Regions from separate parts of the Athene noctua genome. Here region 2 is linked to region 1. The links are chromatin contacts, called in public Hi-C maps. All regions are on one chromosome and are shown on one strand. The core of a region is the stretch at or near the end of the contact, and the rest is flanking DNA. Distances in the headings are between cores, read along the strand shown. Region 1 holds the start of LOC141959612 (toll-like receptor 1). Region 2 holds the start of WDR19 (WD repeat domain 19).

What was found. Hi-C and Micro-C count contacts between places; a contact is called where the count stands out from the background.
Region 2: a contact with region 1 is called in a Hi-C map of heart, with 3 times the contacts expected there. The contact joins the promoter of WDR19 here to the promoter of LOC141959612 in region 1. A contact is called at or near these places in 2 of 2 Hi-C or Micro-C datasets (heart and liver).

What each region holds. Positions count from the first base shown.
Region 1 is chr4:26,041,139-26,047,219 of bAthNoc1.hap1.1, forward strand. LOC141959612 (toll-like receptor 1) reads right to left here and starts at 1,977. Exons shown (of 3, transcript XM_074903804.1): 1 at 1,848-1,977; 2 at 815-962. FAM114A1 (family with sequence similarity 114 member A1) reads left to right here and starts at 2,519. Exons shown (of 14, transcript XM_074904654.1): 1 at 2,519-2,992; 2 at 5,545-5,894. The coding sequence starts at 5,553.
Region 2 is chr4:26,180,281-26,186,290 of bAthNoc1.hap1.1, forward strand. WDR19 (WD repeat domain 19) reads left to right here and starts at 1,313. Exons shown (of 36, transcript XM_074904668.1): 1 at 1,313-1,342; 2 at 2,826-2,917; 3 at 3,002-3,067. The coding sequence starts at 1,337. KLHL5 (kelch like family member 5) reads left to right here. Exons shown (of 12, transcript XM_074904660.1): 12 at 1-988.

The DNA.
Region 1 (6,081 bases), core at 727-3,226:
AAAGTCCTCTTCGTCTTATTTTAATTTCTATTTAATGGGAATAGAAAAATAATCTCTCTCTCCTGTTCCAGCAGTGTTGTGACTGGGTTAAACAGTGAACATGGAAATAGTGGGTGGGGTCTTTCTTTTTGTTCTCTTTTTTTTTTTTTTTTTTAAATTGAAACAGAGCAGTGACTTCCACTTTGGTACTGAATGCCCAAACACTTGGGTTATTGTCCTGGCAAAGACATAAACCAGTCCCTCTATATTTCTGTACAGCGTCAGTCAGAAATTCCATCTTAGCTTGAGATCTAAATGCAGAACTGCCACATTACAACCTACCTTTCTGGGTTAGCATACCATAACATATTCATGATTTAACATTTCAATGATTCAGGAAGCAGAGGAAATTATCCTAAAAATTACTTTTTTACTTTTAATTTATTCAGTACATAATATTTCCTTTCTCAGCTTCAAGTGAACAGAGGTCATCCAAAAAAGGAAGGGAAAGATAGGACAGGTAGTAGTAGTAAGTGACAGAACATGGACAATTTATATTGTCTGCTGTTATGTCAATGAGCCTTGTGGTGCTACGATTCTCTATGATTCTATGATTCTTTCTCCATTTCTGGCAATACAGACAAGAGTATTCACAGCTGGTTTCCAAATGACACCTTATAATGTTGTTACATACAAACCTCACCACTGCCCTTCACTGGAAAGTTTTTGCTATCCATCCATAGCATGAGGTAAAATACTATGGTAAGTATTGCTTCCACCAAACATTCACTCCTGTTTTGGAATATAACAGTTTCACTGCTTGAATATAACCCACCTATTACTCTGATGAATACAGAACCAGACGTATGTTTGGTTAACATCTAATAACTGCCGTAAATCAGAGACGCTTATTCACGAGTTAATTAAGCAACAGTATGAGCAGGTCACTGGCATAGTCTGAGGTCTCCAGTTCTTCCCACATACTATAAAGAAAGAAAAAGCATATGTTAAACAGCAAATTTACCATTACCATTAATTGCATGCCATTAGCCCTCATATTTACCACTCAGGTTTACCAGTGCAATCACTGGAAGAGGATGAGTATATTCCTTAAATGTTATGCATACTTCTGTGTTTTGTTAAAAGTAGCCAAATGTAGTTGTTTCCTTCCATCTTTTCTTTATCTATTTATTGAAAGGCAAGTATATTTTCTGAAACCCATTAGAAGATGACAACACTCAGAGTAATCACAAGCCAGTGAAATCTGAGATGAGAAGAAGTGTTCAATCTCTGTTGCTCATTCATTCCAAACCCATTTGCAATATTACTAGTGAGAAAATACAAGTGAAATTAATTACTGAAAAGTGAAAAAAAAATAGAAAATGCAAATGTTAAATTCAAGAAAGTAATTTAGAAACCTGGGAAACGAATACATCATTCTATCCCAATAGACATTTACGCACTTATGTTAATTTTATTCTGAAGTAATAACAGTTGTTATTAATACTGTCTTGCAGTTCTAAAACCCACATGGCCTTGTACAGAATCTGCAAAACTGACAGTGTAAGATCCACTCTACAGTCAAAATTACCACCCATCATGGGGTAACCCAATCTCCAGCTATTGATATTCATCTATCGTGATTCCTCCTAAGACACCACCCTTACTCTTCCACAAGCTCCACTGAAAAGCAGAGAGAAATCCTTAGGGCCACTCTAGATTTCATTTTCAATGAATACATCTAAACATTAATAAATTAATCTAAAAGATGCTAGAACTACCAGCATGCCCTGATATGTAAATTCTCATTTAAATGCCTTCAAAATAAACTTTTTAATGATACAAACATTTGTTCTGCTACCACCTACCTTAATGGGAGACCTTTGCCTGATAAGCGTGTAAGTCACATAACATGATCTGTATTTGTGAAGCACACTTCCGAGAACCAGGGCTTTATTTTGTGACTTCCCATAGCAGCTCTCCTCAGTAATTCACAACCTGATTTATTTTGCTTCCTGTGGCAACAGTATTTCTTTCTTCGGCAAAGGAAGGCTAGCGATAGGATTCTACGATGAACTGGGCAAGTGCCTTTTATCACAGTTAAAGGCCATGCTTCGCCTTAAAATGAAGCAGCAAAAAGAGGAAAGGATATGAGGAATTAGACAAAAACCACAGGTTGTTGGGCAAGAGCCTGCAATCCACTTGTTAAACCAAGTATTTCTCGTGTGGTTGCGGGAGCCCAGTGCTGACACTAACTTACAAGAAATGCGTGTACACACCTCCTAGTTTCTTTAAGCGGCATTTCCTGTAAACACAGATAGAGCGAAGGTGCAAAATGGCATCTGAAAAGCTACTTAGTTAATTCCGCAGCCCCACGCTTCAGTAGGTGGTTAGCCGCAGCTCGCTGAGGAAGGATTAAACTTTCTACACGAAAAAAATGAAATTTGACGCCAGCTCAGTGCCTAGGCTCAGCGACTAGACATTTATACTTAAAATGCCTCAGTAAGAACGTTATCGCATCAGCGTTGCCGGATTTACCCCTTCTGCCTCCTCAGGCAGGACGCGGCGGGGGCCGGCCGCCCCTGGGGCGGGCCCTGCTCCACCCGCCCCGCTCTGCCTTGGCCGGCGGGGCCCGCCGCTCCCGCCGCCAGACCCCGGTGTCCGCCAGCCGCTCGCTCCGCCGAGCGGGGTCCGCGGACAGCTGGGGGCCGCGGGGGGCGATAATGGCGGCCGGGGCGGCTCTCCGCGGCGGGTCAGCGCCGCCGCCCCGGCCCGCAGCCTGGAGCCCGGGGGCGGCTCGGCAGCAGCGTGGGGCAGCCCCTTCGCAACAGGCGGCCGCCTCAGGGAGACGGAGGGAGAGCGAGGGGAGCGGAGCCAGCCCTCCCGCCGCCCTGCGGCCCGGCCGGCCCGCGGCTGCCCGGCCCGCTCTGCCTCCTCCCCCCGCTGCTGCCGACGTGGCGGGGCGGGGAAGGGGAAGGAGCCGGGGGCGCGTCGGTAAGGGGACTGCTGAGCGGTAAGGGGCACAGCGATTTCTTCTTTTTCTGCACTTTTGAAACTGGCTGCAGGCTCCGCACTAATAACTCTACCCCAGAGGGGATTTCGAAACGGAAAAGAACAAACAAACAAAAAAGGGGGGGGTGTGGGGGGGAAGCTGTGGCCGCTGCGGGTTTGAGGGAGCGGCGCTGCGGCTCTGCCCTGGGCGCGGGGGCCGGCGGCAGCGGCGCAGGGGCGAGCTGGCGGGGGCAGCGCGGGGCGCCCGAGCGGGCATCGCCTCCGCTCGCCGTGCCCGCAGCGTCCCGCGGGGAGAGAAGTGACAGCAGGCGTCGAGCGAGAGGGGAGCGCGGTGCCGCCGCCCAAGAACAGTTCCTCCTCGCGGAGGCGTTGGTCCGCGCCTGCAGGCGCCCGTTGGCGGCGGGGCTTTGCTTCTGAGGCGGGACGGACCCCCCTCCTGAGGCGGCGGGTCGGCAGGTGCCACCGAGCCCGGCCCCTTGAAGGGCGGCCGGTCCCGCCGCCCGGGTGAGGGCGGCTGGTGCCCGCGGGCGGGGTGCCCGCCTGCCGCCCGGCCCGGAGCCGGCCTCCGCATCTCCCTCCTGAGCGCTCTGTGGAGAGGAACCCCCTTCGGGCGGAGGTGTCGGGGCTGATGCGATCCGGCCAGTCTCACGCCTGACGGCTCGAAGGACGCCTCAGCCCCGCGTCAGGCCCGGCCCGTGGCCTCCGGCCTGGGGTGATTCGCGGTTATGTGCTTTGCCCCTGTGAGGAAGGTTGAGCTGACAGCTGCAGGGACCTTGGCCCGAGCGGCTCCCAAAGATGACCCAGCCCCGCAAAAATTCATGTGCACGTGTTATGTGTGATCCTTTAACAATTGTACTGGTGTTGGGCATTTTCTCATGCAGATCTAATCCCCGTGCAAAATTGCGATGCATGTGTGTACAGATTTTGCAGGTTTTCTAGAGGATCCTCATATGTGGCAGTGGAGTTTGGTTTACAAATACAAAAAATTTTCTTTAGGTGATGCTGCCCATCACAGTGAATATTGTTAATGTGGATATTTACTTACACTAAAGCATTTCTAATATTTGCTGTATTTCTAATGGAAAACTCTAAATACTTGTGTCAAATGCAAAGATTCTGACTTGTAAATGCATGTTTTCTAAAGATAATTGTTATAGTGTAAGCTAAAGTGTAATATAAGTGGTACCAAGTGCTTATTTATTTATGTTTCTTGTTCACTGATTCCAAATGCTATTCTTGGAATTGTTCAAACAGCTGATCTACATTCAAGGTAGATAAACAAGCTACTAAAGCCACAGATGTACATGAGTCTTTAATAAAATAAGACTTTAATAAAATACACTAATTTAAATACATGCTTCTCAGGCAGTTCTCTCCTAAATCACTGTTCCATTTTCCTTTTTGCCTTTTCTTTCTCTGTTCTTCAGTCTCTTAGAACCTCAGTCCTTCTTAACAGGTACAAAGCTTTAAACCATATTTAATTAATATGGGAGTCAATGAAAAGACGACATCTATGGAGAGAACTCTGTGAGTTTATTTTATGCCACGCAACTCAGCATATAGTCAAGAGCTTGTAATGACAACTCTGTCAAGGGTTGCCTTCTGAGCAGAGTGCCATGCATACTGTTGTTGCCAACAAGTAAGTGGTAGTAATCACTGTACCGTAATCCTTTTGGACTCTGCCAGTGCTGCTCCTTAATCAGCTGCAGAGCGCGCTCAATGGCCATTTATTTTCCTATCTGGATCTTTAGCCTGATGACTGCACAGCAGTGGAAAATACTTAGAAAAAGAAAGTTACATTGGAAGATGAGTAAATAACAGAAAACTGATTCGTAATGTACCAAAAAGAAAATCAATAACTGTATCTTATGGAAGCTTACCTTGACTTCAAAACTGAAGTTTAATCACACAGATGGAATTTTAGGAGCATGTGAGAAACATTGCACCCCCCCAAAGAGTAAGCCTTTGAGACAAGGGATGCAGAAATGGTGTGAACAATGAATGCTTCCTGTCTGTGAAATGCCTGTCATGTTCTCAAATTATGCACCTTCTCCAACACATAAATATCACCAGTTTTAGTCACACTGTGTTTGTCATCCTCTTCTCCATCAGTCAGCAGGCTATAGGAACCTGTGTATCTGGAAATAAGAAGGAGAGCAAGAGCTGCTTGACTGTTCCAGCTCAGATTATCCTGTTCTCCAGTGGCCTTTCATACACATCTGATAGGGAATGTAGGAATTAACCATGTGGAAGCTTGTATTTGACTTCTTCAGACAAATGAACATCCTTTCTCCTTCACCAAAGTGTATTTTGGAAGACAGTAATGCTGCTCTTTGTACTTGAGTGAGATCATGCAAGGTGAATATAGTATCGAGAGTACCATCGTGATACCAGTGCTGGCATGATGCATGTGCCACATGGCTCCATGCTTCAGGAGGCCTTACATCAAAGCTGTGTTGTTTTTCAGCAATAGCTTATGGTAAACACTGCATATTTTATAGTCATTCAAATGTTTATGGAACCTAAAAGACCTAATTTATTTTCAATATTCAGAATTGAAAATGTCTGAAGATGTTTGTGACGGCATCCCATCTGAAGAAAAATCTGAAGTAATGGAAATGCCCAGCAATGAGGTATTGCCTCATGAGTCAGTACCACACCTCGTGGAAGCTGAAATCTTGCATGAGTCTTCACAAGATGAACATGGACAGGCCACTCAGAGTGCCAGTAATAAACAGGAAGTAGACATATTTAGTAGTGAAAACCCTTTGACTGAAAAAATAATTGAAAGTCTGCCTTCCAATGGAGAGGCAACTGAAGATATGCCCACTGAGTGTAATGAGACTGTAAGCCTTGATGCAGAACCTGAATCTCATGAAACACAGCATGAACAAAGCAGTCCAGTAAGTAATACTTTCTTTTCTATAAAAGCCCTCCCCTCCCTGCTTTGTAAGGACGGAATTTTGTACAATGTACATAACTTTTTCACAAAAGCCTAGGGAGTTACATACAGAAAGCCTGCATGGGAATAAAATAAGTTAAATTGCGACACCAAGCTTTTGAATAATAGGAATAGTGGAATTTGTCTTT
Region 2 (6,010 bases), core at 63-2,562, 140 kb after region 1:
CAAACCATTGTAAATGGCAGGTATAATGCCTGCCTTGGAAATGAAGTTATGTATTTGGTGAATCTTTTGCACTTTTATCATCATTCCTAGTTTAACAAACTTTTTATTTAACCAAAGCCTTATTTTAAATATTGTCTTATTATGCTAACAAAAATCTGCTATTTAATAATTTCTGCCAGAGATTTTTGACATCCAGTGTACTTTTGGGATTTTCAAAGTTTTTGTGAGATGCAGAACATCATACCTTTTTCTCCACTTTGGTTTTTATATTTACTTTGCTGTTTTAAATGAAAAAATCTATAACCATGATTTGTTGGGAGAATTCTAAAGGGTGATTAAAAGTTAACCAATTTAATATTTGCACTTTGCAATTTTTGAAGCATTCCATTACATCTAGACTAATACCAGTTTTACTTGTGGCTTTGCACTAATTTGAAAAGTCTAATTTTCTAAAATGAAATTAAACAACTGTCTGACATTCCAGTAATGTTACTTCAAAGTGTAAAGGGCCCAATCATGCAAGATGCTTAACTGCCACCATTTAAGCATGTTCAGCATCTTACAGAAGAGTTGTGTGTGCCTCACAGAATTGTATCAAATTAGTTACCTTATTTAAGAGTTATCGAATTTTTTCGGATACTTTGTAATTCGCGTTTTTTGAGCCCTATGCTGTTACACAGAATTGCTTTGAACAGCCTGAATGTTCTTGGAAAGTCTCTCCATATTTGCTTTTCTGTGCCTTGTTCCTTATGTTTTCAAAACAGTAGGTAATATGTGTGTGCTTGCAATGGAAGAGGGGAACATGGGAGCTCATTGAATGTTTTTAAGAAGTTTGAAGCATCTGATACCCAAAGTCTTTGTACATTTGTAATTTGTACATTTGTGTTAATGCTCTCGGTGAACTATTTATTGTTTTAAAAGAAATTACTAAGCAGTGAGCCTTTGTGGTAAATCCTGCACTGACTGCAGTTGAATACAGGTAAACTGAAATGCAGTGTCGTTGCGTTAGCACGTTTCTTCTGTAGTTTACCGTCTATTTTGTCTCCCTGTAGGCCGCGCAGCCCTCGGCCACCCGGCCCCCTCCTTCCGCTACCCGCCCCTCGCGGCCCCGGCCGTGCCCCGGTGGTTCCCAGCCCGCCCTGCGCCGCCGGGGGCGGGGCCTGTTGAGGCCCGGCGCCTTCGGGCGCCTCCCCATTGGCTGCGGGGCAGGGCCCCGCCCCCAGCACGGAGGGCCTTCTCCCGCCTTCTCCGTCTCCGGGGTGACGGCGACGCGGTGGGTGGGCGGGGTCTGGCCGGCGCATGCGCAGGGGGCGGTGCGCGGCGAGCGGTGGGCGCGATGAAGGTGGGTCCCTTCGGCCGCCGTACGCGCGGGCGGGGGGGGGGCGCTGGGGGAGCCTCGGCCCCGGGCGCGAAGGCGGGGGGCGGGCGGGGCCGCGGTTCCCGCTCCGCACTGCATGGGCTGGGGCTGGGTCGGAGGCGTCGAGCGCGGCCCGCCGCGGCGGGCGGTGCCTCCTGCGGCCTAGGGAAGGGAGGGAGGCGCGGCAGGAAACGCCCGTTGGTGCTTTCCTCCAGCGAGCGGGAAGTTGAGGCCGCGGTCGGGGCTGCCTCCGGGGAGCCGGGGCCGTTCCCGCCGCCCGCCCTGCCCCTGCCTCCGGGAGCGCGCTGCGAGAGGCCCCGACCTCGGCCAGGCTGTTTTTTTCCGCGCCAGTTGCCTGAGCCGTCGCATCTCCCGAAGCCGCTACCGCCAGATGTCGCGTCTGCCGCCGCCGTGTCGCCGTGCCTTAACGCTGGCCCTGGCAGCGGAGAGGGGTGCGAGAAACCCTCCTCGGGCAACGCTTAGATTGAGCCAAAAGGAAAGTTACCTTCTCAGACCCGTAGGGGGGTTTAGTCTGTAAGTAAGAACAGGGAAAACATGAAGAGCTGGAGCTGGCCTGCACTCCCATAATTATTTCCTTCATTGTTGATTTATTACAGATTTTATTAAGCTTTTTCAAAACAAGACATAATTGTCAAGATGTTCTTTGTGCTTGTGGCACGTGGTGCTCATAATTTTACACTTTTTGTGGGTAAAATGCAAATCCAGTTTCAAGATGCCTCAGTTTACATTCACCCAAAACAAGGATTGTGGACCTTTGGCAAAGACTTGAGTAAGACTGGCAGGCATTGGTGGACACCAGATGTTGGTGTTTATGTGATGGGGTGGCAGGGAAAAAGTGATAGCTGTGAAACAAAGTTGAGGACTTTATTTTACCCCAAGTTACAGAAAAATATGTGCAGGTAGTGTGCAAGGAAAAGGAATTTCTGAGAAACTTTCTTAGTCAGTGGTTGGAATCTTTACGGTTGAGTAGCTTTGAGGTATTTAAAACCCAGGAATTCACAGAGGACAAAATAGTTACATATCTCTAAAAGCATAGATGTTGAGCCCTCTGTGTTTTATGCATTAAGGATGCTTTCTGGTCCCAGACTTCCATGACAAGAGAACTAAACATTCTAGTCTTTGGACATAAAGGGGAGAGTTGCATGCATTTTTTTTTTATTCCAGTAACTCTAAGAGGGAAAAAAAAAAAAAAAGAAGTTGTGATAGAGTCACAGTAGTTCTCAATGCAGACACCCAGCACCAGAAACTTCAGTTTTTCCAGCACAAACAAAAATATGTGTAATTTTGGTACTTTGACCCATTAGAATCACCCGGAAGTTGTATTTAAGGGTTTGTTGGGGTTTTTTTCTCCACAGTACTGACAGTTGCTAACATGTTAGGAAGTTGGTTTTTGTTATATGCTAATGACTTTAAGATACCTAATTTCCTACTTTTTTTTGTCTCCCAGCAAGTATTCAGTCTGTTAGAAAAAGCGTGGTCTGGTTCCCCTGTGCAATTTGCTTGGCAGAAAACTTTGGGAAATTTTCTTGCAGTAACAGGGTAAGATTACAAGTATTTGTTTCATTTGTCCATAAAATTCACTGAAGAAGAAAGGGAATTATTCTATTTGTTAATCTTTTTTAGAGGTGATCGTGCTGTGAAAATTTTTGATCGTCATGGTCAGAAGAGAAATGAAATCAGCTTACCAAGGTACATACTAAGATGGGTTTAAATTATTTTCTTTGTTGTTTTCTTTTAAAAATGCTTCTCTTCTGGTGAGGTGCTCATACATTGTGAGAACTCTGTAGGAAGAGATAACTGTCTCTTCCTGGAAAAGACAAACATGAGCATGTATGGAATCTGAGACAGTAAAAGCTGAACTCATAGTAAGGTATAAAGGATAGCAATAAAAATATGTTCTCCTACCCAAGGCGCTCCTTATTAGCAATAAACTCAGTCTACTTCATTAAAATGTTAGGAAAAGATCTGTCATATTAAGAAAGAACATAATGAGGTTGTATACAGTATATCTGCATCATGCTATTGCGACTGCACTCTTGCTGCTGCCAGCTTTCTAGTAATTTGTTATCATAACCTTACTGAAGAAAGGTATCCTTTTGGTTTAGTGCTTTTGCTTAGGTCACTGGCATTTTTACTTTAGATTGAGAGTGTACTTCTGAAGTGAATCTCATTGTTTTTCCTGCTTATAACACTTTGGTTCACATCACAGAGTGGTGTTGGAGTATACAAACTGGATTCCTTTCAGATGAAATTTTAAAAGTAGTGTACTTTGGAAGGTGCAACCTAGCTGCTAAAAGGCAATCAGTCCACAGGAACAGGCTAGATAGGGCCCAGAGGAAACCTTCCTAAGTGCAAACACTGGGACATCAGGTTGTCATAACATTTTGTTCTATAAATCTACTTCTGTTGGGCACCATTACTAACTGATATAGCAATAGTTTCATCTGTGTGCTCCTCGTTTCTTCTAGTATTTTACCTGCTCTTAGCTTAAGTATTCATGCAAATTCATGATTTTTTATTTCTAACAACCTGATTTATTTTGGTTAAGGTGGAGTCCCTAGTCAAGGCAAAACTCCCACTAAGGCTTTAAATCAGCAGCCTTTAATCTAGAAGTCTTAACTTTAATTTCTAAAATGTCACTTACATGTCCCTTTATCACTGGTAGATAGGAGCCAGAATCACTCAGCTCCCCAAGAAATCCCTAGAAATCCAGTATTTGCAGTTCATGGTAGTTACTATCTTGCACCAAACCACGAGATGCAATCCTTGTTGTCTTTACCAGACTCGCTTCTATCTCACTGCCTGTCGCATCTTGCTGTCTTATTTCAAAATCCTGTTCTGGTTAGGTTCCATTCATAATGCAGCCTGGCTGTGCCAGAGTCTTTTGCTTGGTAATATCCATGGCCCAGCTCATTCTGCACTGCTGTTTTGCACAATGCATGATAAATGCTCATTCTCTCTGGCAAGCTGCCAAAAGTGAGGAAAGCTGTGTGGAATCAGTGGTGAACTCTGAGAAGAGCTTGTATTGGACTGGGGATTGTCCACTGTCATGTGGGTTGGTGAGAGTGGTGTGAAGGGGGGAGTCAACCTTACTGATGGACACTGAGGGCACTACCTTCTCGATGGACAGATGTGATCCTGTCCTTCAGGGAAACATAAAACATCTAAACCAGTTTTAAAGTAATGTTGTGTTCTCGTGGCAAGGCAAAGAGGAGAAAAAACTTCCGTAATAACCACGTACCCTAAAGGCTTGTCAAAATAATTAACATCTGCTTATGGCATTGTGAATAGTACTGACTTTTTGAGGCCCGCCAGCAAATCTTCTACCTAGGTTAGGTAGTTCTTTTGAATCTTTATTTCTAACCTTTTGCTGTGATTTGAGAATTAATTCTTTCTAATTGTTACTATTAGAATAAAATTCAATTTTCGTGATAGACAGTTTGAACAGAAACAAGTGTGTTTATATGGAAGTTCTCTCCCTCAGGCCAAATTTTGCTTCTTTATTTGTTGGTTATCTGTTAACCAGTTATAACTGCTAGACCTCTCCTTGCTTAAGAATGGAGTTCAGAATGTCAAATATTCTCTGCTATAATAGTTGATGTTCTAAGCATCTTCTTACCATTATGTTGATAAAATTTGTTTTGTTTACTAGTTACCAGTCTCTGGTTTTTCCCTGTTTTTTTCTTTTTGTCCTTGTTATTCCTGCTCTTGATGTTCTGATTGGCTTTTAAGTATTTGTGGATGTGTTTTGGGAATAGACTGTACTTATTCTCTAAAATAAACTGCTAAGGTTATGAAAAGAAAGATAGGAGAAACTGGGACTGAAGACTTACTGAATTAGTTTACAGCAATGTATGTTTCAGTAGGACACTTCTGAAATTGCTTACATTAGGAGTTTTCATTTGAGTGGTAATGAGAGTGAAATTTTTAATAGAGATACCTTATTAACCTGAAACTGTCACCTTATTTATCTAGAGAGAAAAGAGTGGTGTCAGATGGCATAGGTTCTTAGTCTGCAGTATATGGTGCTTTAACAACAGTGTTTCCAACTCACTAGAGACTTGTGGGTGAGTCTGCTGTTCTCTTCATTCCGGGAACTATTTGCAAGTAGAGGTTTATCCTGCTTCTGCATAGGTTTCTTGTCCAAGTTTGTTATGCTTGTTGAACTGTGAGAAAAATAATCTCAACACTGAATAGACTTTAACAAAATATAACCTTACAAGGAATTTTCACTCTTGAAAATCAAGGTGGCAGTATTTCAAGTACTAGAATGTAGGTAGCAGTCTTTTTTTTTATTACCTTCCTTTCAACCTCTGTCATTTCAATAAGATTTGAGTAAGGGCGTCATTGCTATAAAAGTGTACTTTAAATCTGCAGTCCGTCATGGGTATACTTGGGAAGGAAAAGGAAGGATGAAGACTTCAACTGACTAATTTTGGCTGTTTCTGTACACCTACAAACTTATTTTAACATTATTAGTAACAGTCTTCCATTTTTTTTCCTTCAGTAACTGTGTTGCTATGGACTGGGATAAGGATGGAGATACTTTAGCAATAATCACAGACAAATCTAGTGCCATATTTCTGTGGGATGCAAACACAAACAAAACAAGCCAAGTAGACAGTGGCATGA